Regions from separate parts of the Sus scrofa genome. Here region 2 is linked to region 1. Evidence: chromatin contacts called from public Hi-C data. All regions are on one chromosome and are shown on one strand. Each heading gives the region's core, a stretch centred on a gene start, on an enhancer-like site or on the middle of the called end of the contact. The rest is flanking DNA. Distances are from core to core; before and after follow the strand shown.

Region 1 (3,048 bases), core at 351-2,850:
CCCACAGAATGGCTAGTAGAATAAGTAAAATGTAGGGAGGGGATAACAACTTGAATTATTTCAAAATTATTCAATAAATACCATATTTCTACAAATGATTTTCTTTTTATCCTTATTGCTGCTGCCCTCCTGATCCCCCTTCATTTCATCTGCCCACAATCACCCACCTTCATCTTAAAAGAATCAGAATAAAGTACCTAAGAATAGGTTTGCTTCAATAAGGCACAGCTGACTTTTAAGAGGTCCAAATGCTGATTTTCGAGGTTTCATAAAACACAGTTGATGTTTCAAGAACAACAAACCAGCAGCACTTTGGAGGGAAGGATCCAGAAGGAAACAAAACAGCAAAAATTTGTTCTCAGTGGGTCATGTACTGGATGTCTAATTGAATTAGGGGATATAGAACTGTAGATAAGCTGAGAGGAATGAGGGTCCCTGACACCATGCACGGACAAGGGCAGGCAGCTTGAGAGATGGCCACGAGGCTTTCAAGATTTTCAAGGTGGTACATCTGTAAGAATCCTTCATAGATGACATATGAATCTGTTATGTCAGTGCCCACCAGAGCTCCACCTAAACAGATGATTTTCACTTAAAGGAAAGCAAATACATTGCAGGATTTTGCTGCTTATGATTTTATTAACAGTGGAAATCCAGTTTTATAAAACTAATTTTTATAGAAAATATATTCTTCTTTGTGAATAGAAAAAAACATGTAGGTATGTGTGTGTGTGTGTGTGTGTGTGTGTGTGTGTGTGTGTGCCTTTCCTCAGGTTTGCTTCTGTCTCTAGTGAGACAGAAAAAAAAAAAAAAAAAGAAAAAAACAAAACCCAAACTCATCAGAACTAATAATCCTCTAGTGGACAGCCTTAAAGTGAGAAGGACACAGAATTCCACATGATAGCGCAATTATAGAAAGAAAAAAATGTTCCACATTTCTTTGCCAAGATTTCTGTTATATCAATTCTTCCTAAGCTGTCCTTTATTAGGGCAGGAGCATTTTTGTTTGGTCAGATTTAACAACATTCTCTTCAAGCACAGTCATTGTGACTTTGTACATTATGAAATGGAAGATAATTATAAAAGGAAGAGCAGGAAAGAACCAGAGGTATTCATCTGCTCTTATTTTCCTTAGCATGTCTAAAACAGGGCAAAACTAATAGTATTGCATTCTGCCTTTTGCCAAACTGAGAAGCAAAACCCAGTAGTTGCCTAACCAAGACTATTTCCTGATTTTAAAGAAAGCTGAAATTGTGCATGAAACCCTCCTGAGTTCTCTGGCAATGAACCTCACAGAATAATGAGAGAATATTGAATCAAGAAAACTATTACTAAGGGCAAAGCTATCCATATCTAATGAGGCCAAAATTGGGTGAAGAATGTGGAAAGAACTTGGGATAATTTGTCCCCCAAACATCCAAATCAATAGGGAAAAATTGAAAAACCTAAAGAAAGGATGAACTGGAGGTTATATACACTTCAGAGAGTTTTTAAAGAGCTTATACCTACTACTTTTCCCAATGATGTTTACTGAGACCAGTGTACGTAATAAAGCCTGTGGCTATTCATCTGTTTCCTCTCATATTCTTTGGCATTGCTGACCAAGAGGAAAAACTGGGAATGGGCTGTTGTGGATGGTCATGATCCTTGTTCTCTTGTGAATCACCTCAGTGACTGAGCAATTCCATTGGATTGCTGCTTATATTGTTCTTCCTTCTCCTTACTTTTATCAGAGCATTATGGGTTTTCCCTGAAGGGAGACACAGAATTAGAAGAATCAAGAAAGGCATTACAAGATAGGATAACCTTCTCTCCATTGAGACATAGCAATCACTTAAAGTCCTTCCTTCTTACTTTAAAAAGCAAAAAAAAAAAAAGATCATCCAAGTGGTATGTTGCAAATATAGGTCACAGAAATAACTGTGAAATACAAATAGGGATGGTTAACCAAACTAAGTCAGATACTTTATAACTAAGAGATAGTCTGGGTAATATATACCACTATTGTTCCGCTAATTGACTTTGATCAAAATCAAATCCAACAGTACAGCACAGAGTTGAATAACCTATTTTTTCCCCTTTTGCTGGTTATATGGTTAATGATAGAAGTTTCCTATGTTATTAAACACTGCCCCAGTCAGAAAATAAAAAATTCAATTTTGGATCACTAATACTTAAAAGATAAATATCAACTAATCCAATAACATATAGACATTGTTGTTTAATATTTGCAGTATAATCCATCGACCTCCAATTGCCTATAAGATCTCCGAGCACATTTTTAAATCATTTTTGCTTAACCTGTCTAGACAATTCATGTAATTGTTACTTCCACTAATTTGGATATTTTTTTTAAGCATGTAAGATTTTTCTGGGTTAGAAAGCAGAAAGTTGGGAATGATGATCATTGAATGGGGTTCGATAGAGAGCAGGAATAGGAGAAAGGATTGAGGATCAGTAATGCATTGGGGATATAAAGGAAAGTGTACCTTACAAAAGAGATGGTCAATTCTTAACAAACTCTGTGAAAGAAAAAAAGGAAATCCACTTTGAACCAAAAACATGCCATGCCTGTGACAAATAGACATAATTATTGGGCAACCTTTGGTCTCTCCTCAGATTTCACATTTTTTTAAATTGGCAGCATCCCAAGGATCCTAGAAAACACAGCCAGAGGCAAAGATAAATTGCTGATGCTTTATTCGAAAGATGAAAATCCAGGTCAATGAGAGTGAGGACAAAGAAAAATGAGGCAGAGGATGATGGAGGAAATGCAAGATGATTTGTTACCCAGTGCCCACTGCTTACAAGATGTGAACAAATGCCAAGATTCGGCTATTTGCCTCAAAGGATGTCTTTAGGCAGGCTCTACTGCCACAAACCTCTCCGAAGAGGCTACTTGAAGGAGAAAGGAGACAGAATTTATCTGCTGAGCTTCCTACCACCTTTTATTTCTCATTGGTCAAAGCTCACTCCACAGAGTTAACTCCTCTGTACTTGATTTGCACTGTTTAGCCTCTCCTATATTTCACCTAAGTACGGAAATGA
Region 2 (2,772 bases), core at 223-2,722, 390 kb before region 1:
AAATATCCTCAACAAGTGTTCAAAGTCCTACTTGGTTTTAAAACACTCAAAATTCTTGCCCTCATTTCAGATCTGTCTTTCCAGGCTTACTTACTCATCAGCCCATTATGACCCAGAGAAAGCATTTTCCTGTCTTCGTTTATCAGCTTCATCAGTATGACTAGGAAAATCTCATCTCTTCAGCCACCTAGGTACTTCTCTTCCAATCATGAAGTAACCACCAACTGGGAAAGAAAACTCCCCTTTCACCAACAGTGAGGTCTCCTTTCTGCTCCTTTTTCATGACACTCTTTTTCTGGAGGAAAAACAAAACAAATTCTCTGAAGCTACTGGTAGGCTGGGAATGGACAAAAACGGAAGATTTAAATGCTCTACCATCCCTTCATAGAAATTTTAGAATCACAATAAAATCTGTTATTAAGTACAATCTAAGTTTGACCAAATGATTCTTTTTTCTTCTTATACTTTTCAATGCACACATTAGGATAACAATGAATAGTGGCAGAAGACAAGCGCTACAAGACAGAACTTACCCCGGAGTATTTAACTGTGTGGCTTGCTTTTAGTCTTGTAAAATGTTTTTAATTCAAGTGCAGTTAATACAAGGTGAGTCCTGCTGTCATTCTTGTTTGGATCATGAAGGACTCAGAGACAAAAAGCGAAAGTTGAAAGGACCATTTTGATTCAGTTCGAGGGTTTAGGTTTCAAGGGATCAGAAGGTGTCTTTGCAAGGGGAACTACCAAGAACAGGCACTTTTCTCCAAGGAGAAGTCATGACAACGTGTGGGAGCTCTGCTCCAATCTCTCTCGCCTGTGCCTCGTTTTACATCCTTACAAGAAGCCACCAGAGGGAGCTCAGACCCAGACTTAAGGAGCGGCTTCGCAGCTGCCCGTCTTGGCTTCTGAAGAACCTAAGCAAGTTTCAGTCTTGGACAAGTCTCCTCTCTGTGGGAAACATTAACGCTAGGAGTTTCCTGATCCGCCCTGCCTGCCTGTTGCATTTTTTTTTATTCGCTTCCTACGAACAGGCCAACTCTATCCCCCGCTCCCCATCCCCGACCTCCGGCTGTGGATTGGGGACAAGAGACCCCTAAATGGCCGAGTCTGCTTACCTTGGTAGGTCTGGATGGGGTCTCCCGGCAGCGGTGGGCCCCAACGAGACGGAGGCGGAGAGTTCGAGAAAACTGCTCTGCACAAGGAAACGGGCCGCTTGGTCCCCGGCAGGGCTCCCCGCGCCCCCTGCCCGGCACCCCCAGCGCTCCAACAGGCTGTGGCCCCGCGCTCGTCTCCCGCCCGGCACTGGACACGCCCGCTCTCGGGAAACGCCGGACGCCCCCGGGCAGCCCCGGACCGCAGAAGGCAGATGCGCGCGCCGTGGGCGCTCTCGGGGGACGCAGTGTCCAGCGGAGCGCTGGCGTCCCCAGGTCCCAATGCCGCCGCGGCCGCCGCTCCTCAGTGCCAGCTCCGGCGGCGCGGCCCGGAGAGGGCGAGAGACGGCGACGCGGGCAGGGGGCGGGGCGGGAACGAAACGAGGGCGGGGCAGGGGCGGGGCCTCTGGGCCTGGGAGGGCGAGGGACCGCGAGTCGGGCTGTGGGCGGGGCGGGAAAAGATGGGGCGTGGCCTCAGGGCCTCGGGCCTCCGGGAGAGCGAGAGCAGGAGATCTGGGGTGCAGGTTGTGGGGCGGGGCTGGAGAGAGGCGGGGCAGGGGGGTGGGGCCAGCGGCCCCCCCGCCCCCGAGATCCGAACCGGAGGAGTCTCTTAAGCTTGCGTGTTCCCGGCTGCAGTGGCTGCCTTGCGGTATGGGACGAGCGGGGCCCGAGCGGGCGGAAATTTGAGAGTGTGAGTGTCTGAAGACTTCTCCCGGCTGGCGGGAGGTCTCTGCTGATATTTCCCCTTTGGTTGTAAGGAAAGGACGATCAAACAGGGCTCGGAGGGAGAGGGAGATGAGAGAATGTTCTGGGTAGGATTAGAACTGTTGGGAGAAGCGGGCCGGGCAGGATGACGCTGTGGGATATCGGGAAGCACCCTTTAGGAACGACTGAGCAGTGAATGAATGTGAGTCAGCCTGGCTGAGGTTGGTGTCATTTAGAAATGCAAAATCAATGTACCAGATTAATATGACACTGACCTCCAGAGCACAGATACTAAAAATCAGAGGAAAACAAAAAAGACTAATCACCTTTATTGATTGAAATAAGTTCTCCAGCGGTATAAATATGGAAAATATGGGACAAACAGATGAAAGGAATCTCTTTCTTATTAAAGAAATGGAACCTGGAATTAAGACCCACAGGCATCGAAGAAAGTGTGGCTCAGGTACCATCATATGTGTGTGCAATTCCAGACTTTGGTACTCGTAGAGCAGCGGTGACTCCTATGTTACCGGACATAGGGAACTTCTCAGACATCTGAGATTACATTTCAGCAGGAGTCAACCTAAGGTTTGCCCTCTACCATCACAGATAACTTAGTAATAATAGGAAAACTGTGAAATATCAATTGTTTCAAATGAACAACCCCTCCCCAGTTGGGAATTGATGACACCTTCAGTTTCCTCCTATTCCATCCCATTTTGGTAAAATGAACAGATGTGCCTATTAAAAAGTGAGTGCCTTAGATCACTTAGTGGTAAAACCAAGCAGTAGATGTTGCTGGCAGAATAAATTTCAAAATAATTCACCTGGGAGGTGAAATGTGGCCTCTATCTCCTCATCGGTCTTCTCTTTTATCTCCTTGGGGACCCTCCTCCAGTCCAAATAGCCAAACTGGCTT

Evidence for each region. Hi-C and Micro-C count contacts between places; a contact is called where the count stands out from the background.
Region 2: a contact with region 1 is called in a Hi-C map of embryonic fibroblasts, with 2.0 times the contacts expected there. The contact joins the promoter of DSEL here to the enhancer-like site in region 1. A contact is called at or near these places in 14 of 47 Hi-C or Micro-C datasets (adipocytes, embryonic fibroblasts, epiblast stem cells and 9 more) and 1 of 2 datasets of contacts at active chromatin or transcription factors (skeletal muscle).

The regions. Positions count from the first base shown.
Region 1 is chr1:154,531,598-154,534,645 of Sscrofa11.1, reverse strand. No RefSeq gene overlaps it. Among named protein-coding and RNA genes, the nearest start is that of DSEL, 390 kb to the left of the region's middle. Within about 2 kb of position 1,600, at least 3 of the 83 cell types and tissues checked have an H3K27ac peak or open chromatin away from gene starts, as enhancers often do. A contact at or near this core is called in embryonic fibroblasts, where this site is marked.
Region 2 is chr1:154,918,032-154,920,803 of Sscrofa11.1, reverse strand. It overlaps DSEL (dermatan-sulfate epimerase-like protein), which reads right to left and starts at 1,472. Exons shown (of 3, transcript XM_021099387.1): 1 at 1,113-1,472; 2 at 1-295. LOC110261617 (a long non-coding RNA gene) reads left to right here and starts at 1,733. Exons shown (of 3, transcript XR_002345981.1): 1 at 1,733-1,839.